2 separate regions of the Muntiacus reevesi genome follow, and region 1 is linked to region 2. A link is a contact called in public Hi-C data. All regions are on one chromosome and are shown on one strand. Each heading gives the region's core, a stretch centred on a gene start, on an enhancer-like site or on the middle of the called end of the contact. The rest is flanking DNA. Distances are from core to core; before and after follow the strand shown. Region 1 holds the start of CFAP77 (cilia and flagella associated protein 77). Region 2 holds the start of DDX31 (DEAD-box helicase 31).

Evidence for each region. A called contact is a pair of places that touch in the nucleus more often than the background predicts.
Region 1: a contact with region 2 is called in a Hi-C map of muscle, with 2.6 times the contacts expected there. The contact joins the promoter of CFAP77 here to the promoter of DDX31 in region 2. A contact is called at or near these places in 2 of 3 Hi-C or Micro-C datasets (blood and muscle).

Annotation. Positions count from the first base shown.
Region 1 is chr3:4,214,971-4,221,309 of mMunRee1.1, reverse strand. It overlaps CFAP77 (cilia and flagella associated protein 77), which reads left to right and starts at 1,722. Exons shown (of 6, transcript XM_065927106.1): 1 at 1,722-1,916. The coding sequence starts at 1,722.
Region 2 is chr3:3,974,140-3,980,463 of mMunRee1.1, reverse strand. DDX31 (DEAD-box helicase 31) reads right to left here and starts at 2,326. Exons shown (of 20, transcript XM_065928189.1): 1 at 2,075-2,326. The coding sequence starts at 2,170. It overlaps GTF3C4 (general transcription factor IIIC subunit 4), which reads left to right and starts at 2,848. Exons shown (of 5, transcript XM_065928188.1): 1 at 2,848-3,239. The coding sequence starts at 2,895.

The DNA of each region.
Region 1 (6,339 bases), core at 473-2,972, 240 kb before region 2:
AGGCCATGAGTGCAGGCTTGTTGTCTGTGCAACTAACTCTGCGGTGAACCCCTCACCCAGTTCAGTTCAGTTCAGCTGCTGTTGTGTCCGACTCTGTGACCCCGTGGACTGCAGCACGCCAGGACTCCCTGCCCATCACCAACTCCCAGAGTCCACCCAAACCCAAGTCCATCGAGTTGGTGATGCCATCCAGCCATCTCATCCTCTGTCATCCGCTTCTCCTCCTGCCCCCAATCCCTCCCAGCATCAGGGTCTTTTGAAACGAGTCAACTCTTCGCATCAGGTGGCCAAAGGATTGGAGTTTCAGCTTCAACATCAGTCCTTCCAATGAACACCCAGGACTGATCTCCTTTAGGATGGACTGGTTGGATCTCCTTGCAGTCCAAGGGACTCTCAAGAGTCTTCTCCAACACCACAGTTCAAAAGCATCAGTTCTTCGGTGCTCAGCTTTCTTTAATAGTCCAACTCTCACATCCATACATGACCATTGGATAGTCTTTACTAGATGGACCTTTGTTGGCAAAGTAATGTCTCTGCTTTTTAATATGCTGTCTAGGTTGGTCATAACTTTCCTTCCAAGGAGTAAGCGTCTTTTAACTTCATGGCTGCAATCACCATCTGCAGTGATTTTGGAGCCCAGAAAAATACAGTCAGCTATTGTTTCCACTGTTTCCCCATCTATTTGCCATGAAGTGATGGGACCAGATGCCATGATCTTAGTTTTCTGAATGTTGAGCTTTAAGCCAACTTTTTCACTCTCCTCTTTCACTTTCATCAAGAGACTTATTAGTTCCTCTTCACTTTCTGCCATAAGGGTGGTGTCATCTGCATATCTGAGGTTATTGATATTTCTCCTGGCAATCTTGATTCCAGCTGTGCTTTCTCCAGCCCAGCGTTTCTCATGATGTGCTCTTCATGTAAGTTAAATAAGCTTCTCTGTATTCTGTTGCACAAAGTTGGGTACCATTGATTTCATTCAACTCTAGACTTTCCTCACCACCCATTTCACAGAAGAAAACACTGAGGACTCAAGAAGATGACATCAGTCTTAGACTGCAAATTTCTGTTTCATCCTGAAACGCATAGCAGTCTGCCCTGGGGGGGGCGGGGGGCGATGTGTGTGTGTGTGTCTGTGTGTGTGTGTCTGTGTGTGTGTGTATGTAGGGAACGGGGCGAGGGGCGCTGGGAAAAATGGGAAGGGGTGGAGAGCGGAGGGGAGTGTTTTCAAGTGTAAATGGTCCTCTAGAAATCTGTCGCTTTTAACATAGCCCAATGGCGATTCCTGAGTTTTCCTCGAGTAAAAAACTCCGAAACAGGTCCAATTAGGTGGCCGCCAGTAAGTTTCCCGTAAGTCAATCGACCTGCTTGGTTCCAGCGCCGTTGGCGTCCCGTCTCCACGGAGACGGGCGGTTCCATTTTTCCTTAAAGGGTGGTCATGATTTTCTCCCCTTTTCAAATCCACAGCAAAGCGCCCAGAGGACGCTCTCATAAACCTACAGAGGGGTTTATGTGGCTTTTAGCTCTCCTCGCAAGGAGGCGGGGGAGCGCGAGGTGGGCACGCGTCCCTCCGGATGGAGCCCGGCGTCCGAGCCCACCCTTGCGTCCAGGTGGTGCGTCCCGGGACTCGGGGCTCACCAGCTCCGAGCTCCTCGCCTGCCCGCCCCCAAGCTGGGAAGCGCGCTGAATCCAGCCGACGGGCCGACTCCCGGCGACCCCCCAGGATGCCAGAGGCCGGGAACTCCTGCCAGGACCTCACGCGATGGAAGAAGAAGAAGCCGCCGGTCCGCCGCACGGTCAGCCAGATCTGCCCACCCCCGCGGCGGCCCCTGACCGTGGCCGACATCCGGCCGGGCATGGAGAACGAGAGGCTGGGGGTCGTGCGGGATTCCATGTTTCAGAACCCGCTCATCGTCAAGGTGAGCCCCGCCCTACACCCACCGGCCCCTTTGCGCTCGTCCCCTCAGTGGGCGTCCGCGCGGCCGCGGGTTTCCACCTGTTCTGCCCGGGTCCCACCGCCCCCGCCCGAGCGCGGCGTCGGAAGCTCCAGCTCTGGTCCAGACAGACCTGGACCCCCCACTTCCCCCGGCCCCGGGGCGGTCACTGGCAGGCCGCGAAGTCTCGCTGAGCCTTAGTTTCCTCATCCTCAAAGTGGGTCGAGAATGGAACTCTTTCAAGGGGGTGATCGGGCAGATCGCACAAGGTCATCCCTGCGGGACCCTCCAGGTTGGCGGCTGCTGTTTGCACATGTATTCGCCCGGAATGAACTCAAGGGGTGACAGAGTGGTCGTCCTTTCCACCTGCCAGCCCTCCCAGGGTGCAGGCCGCCTCCCTCAATTCCCCTGCACGCCTGGGCTGCTGTTATGTACGAGGGTTCTGTATCTATCCTGGAAGTTTTATTTCCGTGTTAATTTTTACCCAGTCATGCCCTTATGCAAAATTATGACCCGAAGCGTCGTCCCCCACACCCACCGCCAAAAAGCGCAGATCTCTCTGGCGTAGGGGGCCCACAGGCACCGGCGAGAGAGGGAGGCGCAGTTTCCAAAGAGTTCGCCTCCCCTTTGATCGCAAGACCGCTCGCGTCAATCACGTTTCCGGGCTAGTGATCTCCCAACGCCGTGGCATTCACTCGCCTTCCCGGGGTGGGGGCTCGAGGAAAGTCAAGTTGAAGTTTGGCGCTAGGAAAGCAGGTCGTGCAATTTTACTTTGCGCCACTGGAGGGCAGTGTGCCTTTAAAAATGCGCGCAGCTCCCCAGACGCCGGAGGTGGAAGGCGCAGGTGATAACCGCGGATTCAGTAGCAATTATTTATCTGAAAGCCAGGAGCTGCTCAGAGCCCAGAGGTTTTGGTTGTTGTTTGTTTGTTTGTTTTTGGTACAGGAAGCCTGGGCTATCTTAACATCATAGTAAAATGAGCTGAATTAATTGGCTCCTTTGAAAACATTGACTTTCTCGTCTTGTCTTCAAACTATTTATATGTTCCTGGGCCAGCAGCTGGGAGAAACTGGCTTGTTTCATTGGGGACTCTTCCATTTAATATGCTCCCCTTCTCTGGCCACCCAAAGTGGAGCAAAGTTCTTCACCTGTTTCTAGGTGAGAATCGCCATTCTCAGAGGACAGGTGCCTCAGACAGATGGGATCAAGATCAGACATGCTGGGATCAAGAGGAGATCAATGTCCCTGCCTCTGATCATTGCTTTTACTCAAGCAGTTACTGATGGGCCAACACCTTCCCACTTCAGTACAAAATGGACAGACAACATAATGGAGTTGTCCTCCATGGCAAATTAGTAGTCTGTGATGCCCATCCCAAGCTACTATATATATATAGAGACACATATATAATATAGGTATATGCATACATATACAGGTGCCACTGGGGTAAAGCATCCACCTGCCAATTCAGTTAGTTGTAAGAGACGTAGGTTCAATCCCTGGATTGGGAAGATCCCCTGGAGGAGGGCAGTTGACTTCAGTATTCCTGCCTGGAGTATCTCATGGACAGAGGAGACTAGCAGGTTACAGTCCAGAGGGTCACAAAGAGTCGGACACGACTGAAATGACTTAGCATGCACACACATACACATGATACACGTATGTTCTGCATATATGTGTGCACACATGTATGTACGTACAATATACATGTGTATAACATGTATAATGACCTTCCCAGGCTCACGGACAAAGAATCCACCTGCCAAGCAGGAGACAAAGGTTCCCTCCCTGGGTGGGGAAGATCCCCTGGAGAAGGAAACGGCAGCCCACTCCAGTATTCTTGCCTGGGAAATCCCATGGACAGAGGAGCCTGGCGGGCTATGCAGCCCATGGGATAGCAAAAACGTCAGACACGACTTAGCAACTAAACAACAAATAAGTGTAACACACATCTGTAGGTAAAAGTTCCCCACCTGCCTCTGGGTGGCGCTAGCTGCACAGCTTCCAGACATGCAGTCCTAATTCCTGAAGCTGAACTCTGGGTTGGAAAATGTACGGGAGTCCCTGGCCTAGGGACGGGGCTTCTGTCTTCAGGGCCTGAGGCCCAGCGCCAGCAGGGTCAGGGCTCGAGCGGCAGGGGCTGTGCCGGTGACTGTGTCCGGCGTGTCTCACGGGGGCAGCTGGACTTCTTTCTTTCCTCCCTCCAGTTTTTAAGGGGCCCGAAGGTACTTTCAGTAGCAGTTAACATTATGTCCACATTTCAATACTGACCTCTGCTGCCAGATTTTCTACCAAAACCTGACCTAAGTCAAAGCTGCAGAAACACTGGGCGCGAGGCGTCACCCTGCCGGTAGCGTCTCCAGGCCTCCGCTTCCCCGGGGCACGCTGAGGCTGTGTGCCGGGCCTTTGTGCACGGGTCTGGCGGGACTGGCTCCCAGCGCAGCTGTCCTCTTCCACTTCAAACTCCAAACAGCTTCCTCTATTTTAAAGACAATTTAAATTCTGGAAAAACTGGGGGAGGGAGGGTTTCAGCTATCAAGGAAAGGAGGAGATGGAAAGTGTCCAAAATGGTGATGGAGCCTTAAAAAAAAAAAAATCTTTTCAAAAATAATACATTGCTGAACTTTCTGCCGAGGCATGGCTTGTGGATTTCTTCACTGTGGCATGTCAGTTTCACGAGCCCAGATTTTCAGACCTTCGTTTCTGTGCGCTTTCTCATTGTGTGCAGCAGAGGCGGGAGTGCCCTCTGCCCCGGGTGTCTGCGGGAGGATGATTGGAACTGAGATATATTTGGGTTTTGTCTCGCTCTGAACCTGAAGGCTGTGTCTATGTTGGGAGAATGTAGCACCATAGCTATAGTCATTTACTCCCCTGAAATTGGGGGGGTTGCTGCTCAGATTGTTTTCTCCAGTGAATAGGATCAGGGCTTTTTTTCATTTAAAATGCAGACACACTGCCTTGAACAAACACAACAGTGCTGTTTCACACCCTTGGAATTTACCGGGACGTACACACATCAGTTATTCAAGAACGTGTCTGCAAGATGCCACCGTAACCAAGTGAAAAGTGAAAACCTCAGACATCCAAGCAGATATTTTATCAGCAAATGCTCAGCAACTGTTTGCCTCATTTAAAACCAAGCCAACCGGCTATTGAGTGGGGTTGGTTTGAATCAACCCCGTGTTTTCATGTGGCCCCAGGAAGATGTAAATATTTTCCACTAGAAAGGGCCCCTATTCTATTGTATAAAGTGACGTGAGCCAGTTTTCCTTCAAATGTGATTCTCTGGGAAGAATAAAATTAAATAGAGAAGAAACCAGCTTCTCCCTGCGTGATTCTCATTCCGCCAGAACTCTGTGACTCAACATAGGATCCTGCTCCAATAGCCTTCAAGGCTCCTTCACAGAACCTGTCAGGGTTCACCCTTCCTGCCAGCCGAACTCAGCTGATATCCTGTCAATACAATTATGGGGAGAGACTGTTTGGTTTGCTTCGCTGACAGCCTTGAATCTTCTGTCGCCCTGGAGAGGCAGGCGAGGTACAGGAGTGGAATTTATTGAATTGAGCATCCTTAGAGAGTGCAAATGATCACGGCACCCGATTTTTTCATAATTTATCACCGACTTTGTTTTTCTGTGGGGGTTTATGTCACAAATAAGAAGTGCATGCGTTTGTAAGATAGAGTTGCAGAATCACATCATTTGGGGGCTGGAAGGAGGCTTACAGCCATCTAGTCCAATTCTTTTTTTTTTTTTTTGAGGATCTTAAGGCTCAGAGGAGGCAAGAGACTTGCCCAAGGCACTACCCTGACCTGCTCACCAAAGTGGGGTGAGACTTAGATCACCCGGCCTCCAGTCCCGTGCTCTTTTTGGCCACGATACACAATTAGCTGAGTGACCACCCGGATTGATTATGTATCTGTGCCGCAGGTAGTCAAAAGATGTTCACCAATGAGTCTGATTCCATTATTGTTTCATGCAACATGCCTTTTAGAGAGAACTCTACTAATTTCTTGGGATTTGTTCAGCGTCAAGAAATATTTACTGAATGTTTATGAAGTACTCAGCACCATGCTAAGCTCTCTTGAGGGCATAGAGGCAAATTCAGAACTCAGCTTTTGCCTGCAAAGAGTAATTATTCAGCTAGAGATGGAATATAATTATTGTTGTTGCTATTTAGTCTCTAAGTCATGTCCGACTCTTTTGCGACCCCATGCATTTCATATGTAGCTTGCCAGGCACCTCTGTCCACATATATATGTGTATTTCACATGTATGGCATATATATGTGTGTGTTGTATATATGTGTATGTGTATATATGTGTATACACCCTTCTTGCCGGTCGAACTCAGCTGATATCCTGTCAATACTATTATGGGGAGAGACTGATTTGCTTCACTGGCAGCCT
Region 2 (6,324 bases), core at 1,077-3,576:
AGCTGAGTACCGGAGCAGAAAAGACATACCTGGATCTTTTTAAAAATATGCAAGTCCTTGAGTCCACTCCCCCACCTGCCTCATGAAGGGATATGGCAGGCAACCTCTAGGGCCCATCCAGCCCTAACAGTCTACATGCTGAGTCTTTGACATTAACAAGCATATTAAATAGTTACTATGCACCAGGCAGTATGCTAAGTACTTACATGAGTGATGTCACTGAGCCATACAGTACTGGTATTACCCCATCTTAAGATAACAACACTAAGGTGGCGATGGGAGGTGACCTGTCCCAGCATCACTGAGGGATCAAGGCTTTGACCAAGCATTGATTCCACAGCCTAGTTACTAACAGTAATGCTGCAACACCATTTAGAAACTGTATCCTGTTTGGTTAGAAAACATTATGTACAGTTTAATCCCTATTTTGCTCTGCTTCTTTTCTAGAAGGATGTACATCACAATGTTACCCAGAGTTATCTCTGAGTATGGCAATTGTGGGTTTTTTTTTTAAATCTACTTTCCAAATTTCCTACAATAAATCTGTGTGTGTATATATATACATATATATATATTTTTTTTTTTTTTTCTTTTTTAAGGAAAAACACTCCGTGTAGTGTTAGAGCATAATTTAAGTTGTCAAGGTCTTTCCAAGTCCAGTACATTAGCTACTTATGCCAAGTTCAAGCTATTAGCAAATTTGGTCAGCATACACAGAATTCTCATTCAAGACATAACAAACATGCAGACAAGCCAACACAGACAGAGAGCTGTTAAACAATATTCTTTTGATATAGTGGTTCAAGCGATCATAAAACCAGATAACTTACATTTATTTACTCAACCCACTCAATGAACTTTTAGTAAGTGTTTTCTATGTCTTGCATGTACTTGGTATAAGCACCTTACTGACCTGATGGAGCAATTCTATCAGGTCAGTCAAAATGGAGTCAATATGACTTATAACTTTATACGAAGTCAAAATTACTGTTCTCATATAATAGGTAGGAAAAGTGAGGATCAGGGAGGTGAAGAAATTTCTTCAAGGTCACAGAACCAGCCATGTTGCAACGCTCTCATCCAATCCCAGGTCTGTCCTATTATTCCAAATCCCCTGTGCCCAACTGACTCTTTTGTACTTCCCTCCCCCTTCAGTATAGATGAAGCCACAACATCGCCCAGCCGAAAAGTTTTACTCACAAGCCTCTAAATCCTAAACTTGATAACCACGAAAAAAGTCTAGACAATAAACCAGACATTTGCTATGAGCTGATGTGAACTCAAGTAACTTCAGCGGCGCTATACTGGTTGAAAGGAACTGAACCGAACTCTGACAAAAAAATTTTCAATGGCATTAAATGATGCGTTTTTGAGAAGACACACACATACGCACACTTTTCTTGGCAGCAAACTGTATCCTTCTGGTCATTAAGACAAGATTTTTCAACAGATTTTCTGTCCTGTATTCCTCCTCTTAGCTAGGAGCTAAGTCAGCCCTAAAAACCAATTTTCTGCTCTGGTTTGGGCTAAATTTCAGGCATCTTTGCCTCTCTAACGAAGATATTGTATTGATGAGTTGTATTTTTCTTCCCCGCCCCCCAACCCTTCATGGCGCGCCGATGTATATCTCGGTTTCGAACACTCTTCAAAGAAATTTCTAGTCTCCAGTCCTCATTCCCGAAACAAACTGACCCTTAAGAGTAGCTGAGAGAAGATTAGAAGACGGGGCTACTGAGGGACTCAACGCCCCGAGAGTCCGTTTTTAACTTCGGGTGACAAGTCTCTTATCCCCGCCTTCAACTAACAAGCGGCCCCAGCCAGCTCCGCCCGCCTCCGCCCGCTCCGCTCCCGCTCCGAGCGCGTCTGCACGGGTCGTGGCGGCTCTTAAGACACGCGCGGTTCAGCGACTCCTCCCGGAGCTGCCCGATGTCTGACTTTTCCCCACCTCAACTCCGCGAAATTAATTCGAATCCCGACGGAGAAGGCCTGAACGGCAGCTTCCCGGCGCTCGGAGGCCCCACCCCCCCCACCCCCCCGGGAGCGAACGCATCTGGAAAACCGGATCAGAACTCACCCGCCTCGCGTGGGCCGGGCGGGGTTTGGAGAAGGTTCTGAAGACGGCGGCCCGGGGCTCGGGGACCTGAGGAAGCACTCCGCTGACGGCTGCCATGTCGACAGAGAGGCGCGTCCGGATCTCGCGAAACCCGGAGCGAGGCGCTGCTAGACCCCACGTGGACGCGCGCGAGGACCCCGCTGTAGCTGTCCCGCCGAGTCCTGCGCGCCCGCGCGCGCTTTCTGAGGGCCCCCGCCCCCCTCACGAAGGGGCCCGCGCCACTAGCGGCCGGAGCCGCGGCGCCCCGGGCCACAGGGCCGTCCCTCGTGGCGCGGCTTGTGCCGGGGGATGGGGGGATGCCAAGTCACACCGAACCCCAGAGTGATTGCCCTTGACGTTCTTTTGAAATTCCTCTCAGGAACGAGGAGAGGCGTGTCCCATCGAACCAGCGCCTCCTCCTTTGACTCTCCTCAGCACTTTAGTTGTCAGGAGCCGGGGGCGGGGGTGGGGGGGACTCCTTGCCCCTCGCCCACCCGCGATCCGGCCCCACCACAAGGTGAGATATTTTTAATTTATTTTTTTTACAGGCAGCGCCTTGGCCACCCGGCAGGGGCTGGGTTGCCTAGCAACGGCGGGGTCCTTCGTGGCTCGGCGGCGCTCCGGGCCTCAGGGGGAGAAAACCGCCGCTGAGGAAATCTGGGGGCCCGGCGGAGGCCGCGGTGCGGGAGGCGGCAACTGGACTGCAACGCGGGGCGGGGCGGGGCGGAGCGGGGCGGGGAGGAGGAGGAGGAGGGGGAGGTTGGCGCGCGCCCGGGAGCCCGGCCTCTGCCTCCGAGGAGAGATGAATACGGCCCTAACCCGGGTGGGCCCCGCGGCCGAGCGGCCCGCGCCGCCCGAGGAGGTGGAGGGCTCTGAGGCGGGCGGGAAGGAGCCGGCGGCGGACGCGGCCCCAGGGCCCAGCACGGCATTCCGCCTCCTGGTGACTCGGCGGGAGCCGGCGGTGAGGCTGCAGTACGCGGTGAGCGGCCTGGAGCCGCTGGCGTGGTCCGAGGACCACCGCGTGTCGGTGTCCACGGCCCGCAGCATCGCCGTGCTGGAACTCATCTGCGACGTGCACAACCCGGGCCAGGACCTGGTTATCCACCGCACATCGGTGCCCGCGCCTCTCCACAGCTGCTTCCTCAAAGTAAGTCATGCCTGCCGCCCCGGGCTCTGGGGTCTCCTGCCCGCCTCCCTCTCTCCACCACCCCCCCCCCGCGGCCACGTCCCCGCGGGTCCCTGGGGGAATCCCCGGGCCCACGCCTCGGCCGGGGATTCCCGCCTCCTCGCACTGAGTCTTTAGGGTCGCCGCCGTAGCTTAAGTGGGGGGGTGGGGGGGGAACCCGCCGTGTATGCCCAGTTTCCCGGATCGCCCACCCACTCCCGAGACAGATACATTTCGGAAGGTCCCTCTCTGGAGCCGAGTTCTCCCTGTGGCCCGGCGTCTGGCCGGCTGCTGGCGCAGATTTCTTCCCTTGGTGCTTTCTGAGGCTCCACCCCCTGTTGACCCAGCCCCAGACCTGCCTCTGCCACCCGCTCCTATTGTCTGGGGCCTGCTCCCCGAGGCTCCTGGCTGGCTTTGTTTACTGTGATGTGCCCTCCTCTTCCGCCTCCTTGGCTTTGGAAGAGAGAAAATTGGTGTGGGGTGTTTTTGTTTTGTTTTGTTTTGTTTGCTTTGTTACTGTTTCAGTGACTTTGTTATATGAGTGGTCTTTCTCATCTTGGGGAGATGATAGATCCTGGATGTCGGGGGTTAGTCCTCCAGTTTTTCTTCAATAACGAAAAGGCTTTGGGGTGTAGAATGAAAAATAAAGCTTCTGAAAATAAGTGTAGCTCTTAAACTTAAGATCTTCGTATAGATTTAATGCTTCGTGTAGATTAGTGCTTTTGGCTTCATATTAACTAAGTTTGCCTTCAGAACTTTAAAGCTGCTAAAGTTTTATTGTTCGATCATCACCATTTTCCAAATGTTTCAAAGTAGGAAGTCGTGTTGTTCATTTTAATGGTTTAAAAATATTAAAACTTTATTACTGTTTCCTTTATAGGTCTGTATGTATATGTATGATTATCAAAGTGTATGTTCATTCTCTCAACACATCTTTGAATACCACTATGGAAATCTCATGGACTGAGGAGCCTGGGGGACTACACAATCCATGGGGTTACCAAAGGGTGGGATAGGATTTGGTAGGACTTAGTGACTGAAACAACAGCAACAATGTATCAGCTAGACATCAATCTAGGCTCCAGAAGTAAAACATTGTACAAAAACAAAAACAAAAAATCTCTGTCCTCTAGGAGTTTGCATTCATTCTTTTGACAGGTCAGAAACAAATAACAATGTAATAATAGGTAGTGATAAGTTGTAATATGTATCTATATACAGAGAAAGTATTTCTGTGAATGTGAAGTTTTAAAAAAAAAACTACTCTGCCAAGCCATTTAAAATATAGATCAGTAACTGAATGGGGTGCAGAGAACCCACACCCCTTTTTAGCATACTTAATCCAAGTTTGAAAGTGACAGTTTGATGTTTAATTAGATCATTGATAAGTTTGTATGGGACTAAACCTTCAAAGATCTTGGACAAGGTGTGAACAAATTGATTCAAGTATAAGCCAGTCGCCTGGAAGTTGGTGATGGACAGGCAAGCCTGGCTTGCAACTGTCCATGGGGTCGCAAAGAGTCTGACACGCCTGAGCAACTCAACTGATAAACCAGTCAGATGAATAGATGTTGGTGATCCTATGAAACTGAGAAACACTCAAGGAGGGAGGCAGAACAGAAGGGTTTTAAAAGGTGTATCCTTTGCTGAAAAGGAACTTACTGTTACTAACCATATGCACATCAGCTAGAGAAAATTTTAAGTGTATGTCTCAGTGTGGTAGACTTAATGCTTCAGCAGAGAGAATCTAAAGAAGTGAAGGAATGCTGAACCGAGATGCTTTTATCAGGGAAGGTTATTTGGTGGTGAATCTGCTGCAGACCTAAAAAAAAAAAAAAAAGTAGGGTTTGGGTTGTAAAAAGAAGGGAGGAAGGGGTCATCCAAGTGCCAGGAATAAGGTGCCCATCTTGTGCACAGACACATAAGTCATGAACACAGCTTCTGGTTGCTTGTGTAAATGATGCTGGGTTCACAGCTGAGGTCAAGTAGCTTTCCTAGAGAGTCAGAGACAGTAAAGTGAGGTCAGTTTGGGAACTTGGAAGGTCAGTCTGAGATGGTTGACTTCAGTTGAGGAAGCCCTGAGGTGCTGTTACAGCATCATAGACGAGGACTGACCTGGTGTGGTGCAGGAATGTGACTCCCGCTGGACCAGAAGCAAGTAGGTGATTGTTGGAGTCAGCATAAAACAGGGGTTAAGAGATTACACTTTGGCACAAGATAGCAAGCCGGGTCTATCTATAAAAGGATAATAAAGCCTACTTTGTTTAGCATCTTTAGAAGATTAAGTTAAAATATATTACCATATGTGGATATATGTATGCTGATATATCCATATGTACACGTGTGGTTACTTTGCACAGTTCCTGGCACACTGTAAATGCTCAGGTTAGAAAACAGTCATGCACGTATGAGGGAAGGGATCTGGCTTAATGCTTTGGCTATGGATACACAGTTATTTCTTATCACTGTATTCTGATAAAAATTTGATTCTTGTCATTGGTTCCACAACTGGAAAATGAGTAGTAGGAAATCCTTATATATCCCTCTAGTAATCGATTGCTTTACTGAAATTAGTCAGTGGTGTCTTCCCCTTCTGCTTTGGTGTGCGCCTCACAGAAAGCACCAGTCGGTTGGCAGTCTTATTCGCAGGCCCTGCCGGGGAAACGAAGGCCAAGATGTCCCTGCAGTTGTGAGAGAGGCCTCTGTGGGATAAAACTGGAGTAATGGTGGAAATGTAAGGAAGTCTCTGTCTGTACTTTGATGACACTGCCCACTGACAGTCCCTGTGGATTGAAATCTCTTTGGTGCTGTCCAGTTTGCTCCAACAAGGAAGATGGACTCCTGCAACCTAGATCACAGTTTTAGTGATACTAAATGCTAGAGGCTAGATGCTAAACCTCTTTGAAGCTTTTGCTCTGATCATTATTTAGATGATGAGTTTTTTTCAGGAAAATACACAGTTAAAGAATAGTTCACATGTTATCTTTGCAAGTATACTTTGCAAGTTACTGCCCTGGGCACTGATGTAAAGGTGGATGGTATAAATCTGAGAACCAGTGAAGTAGTG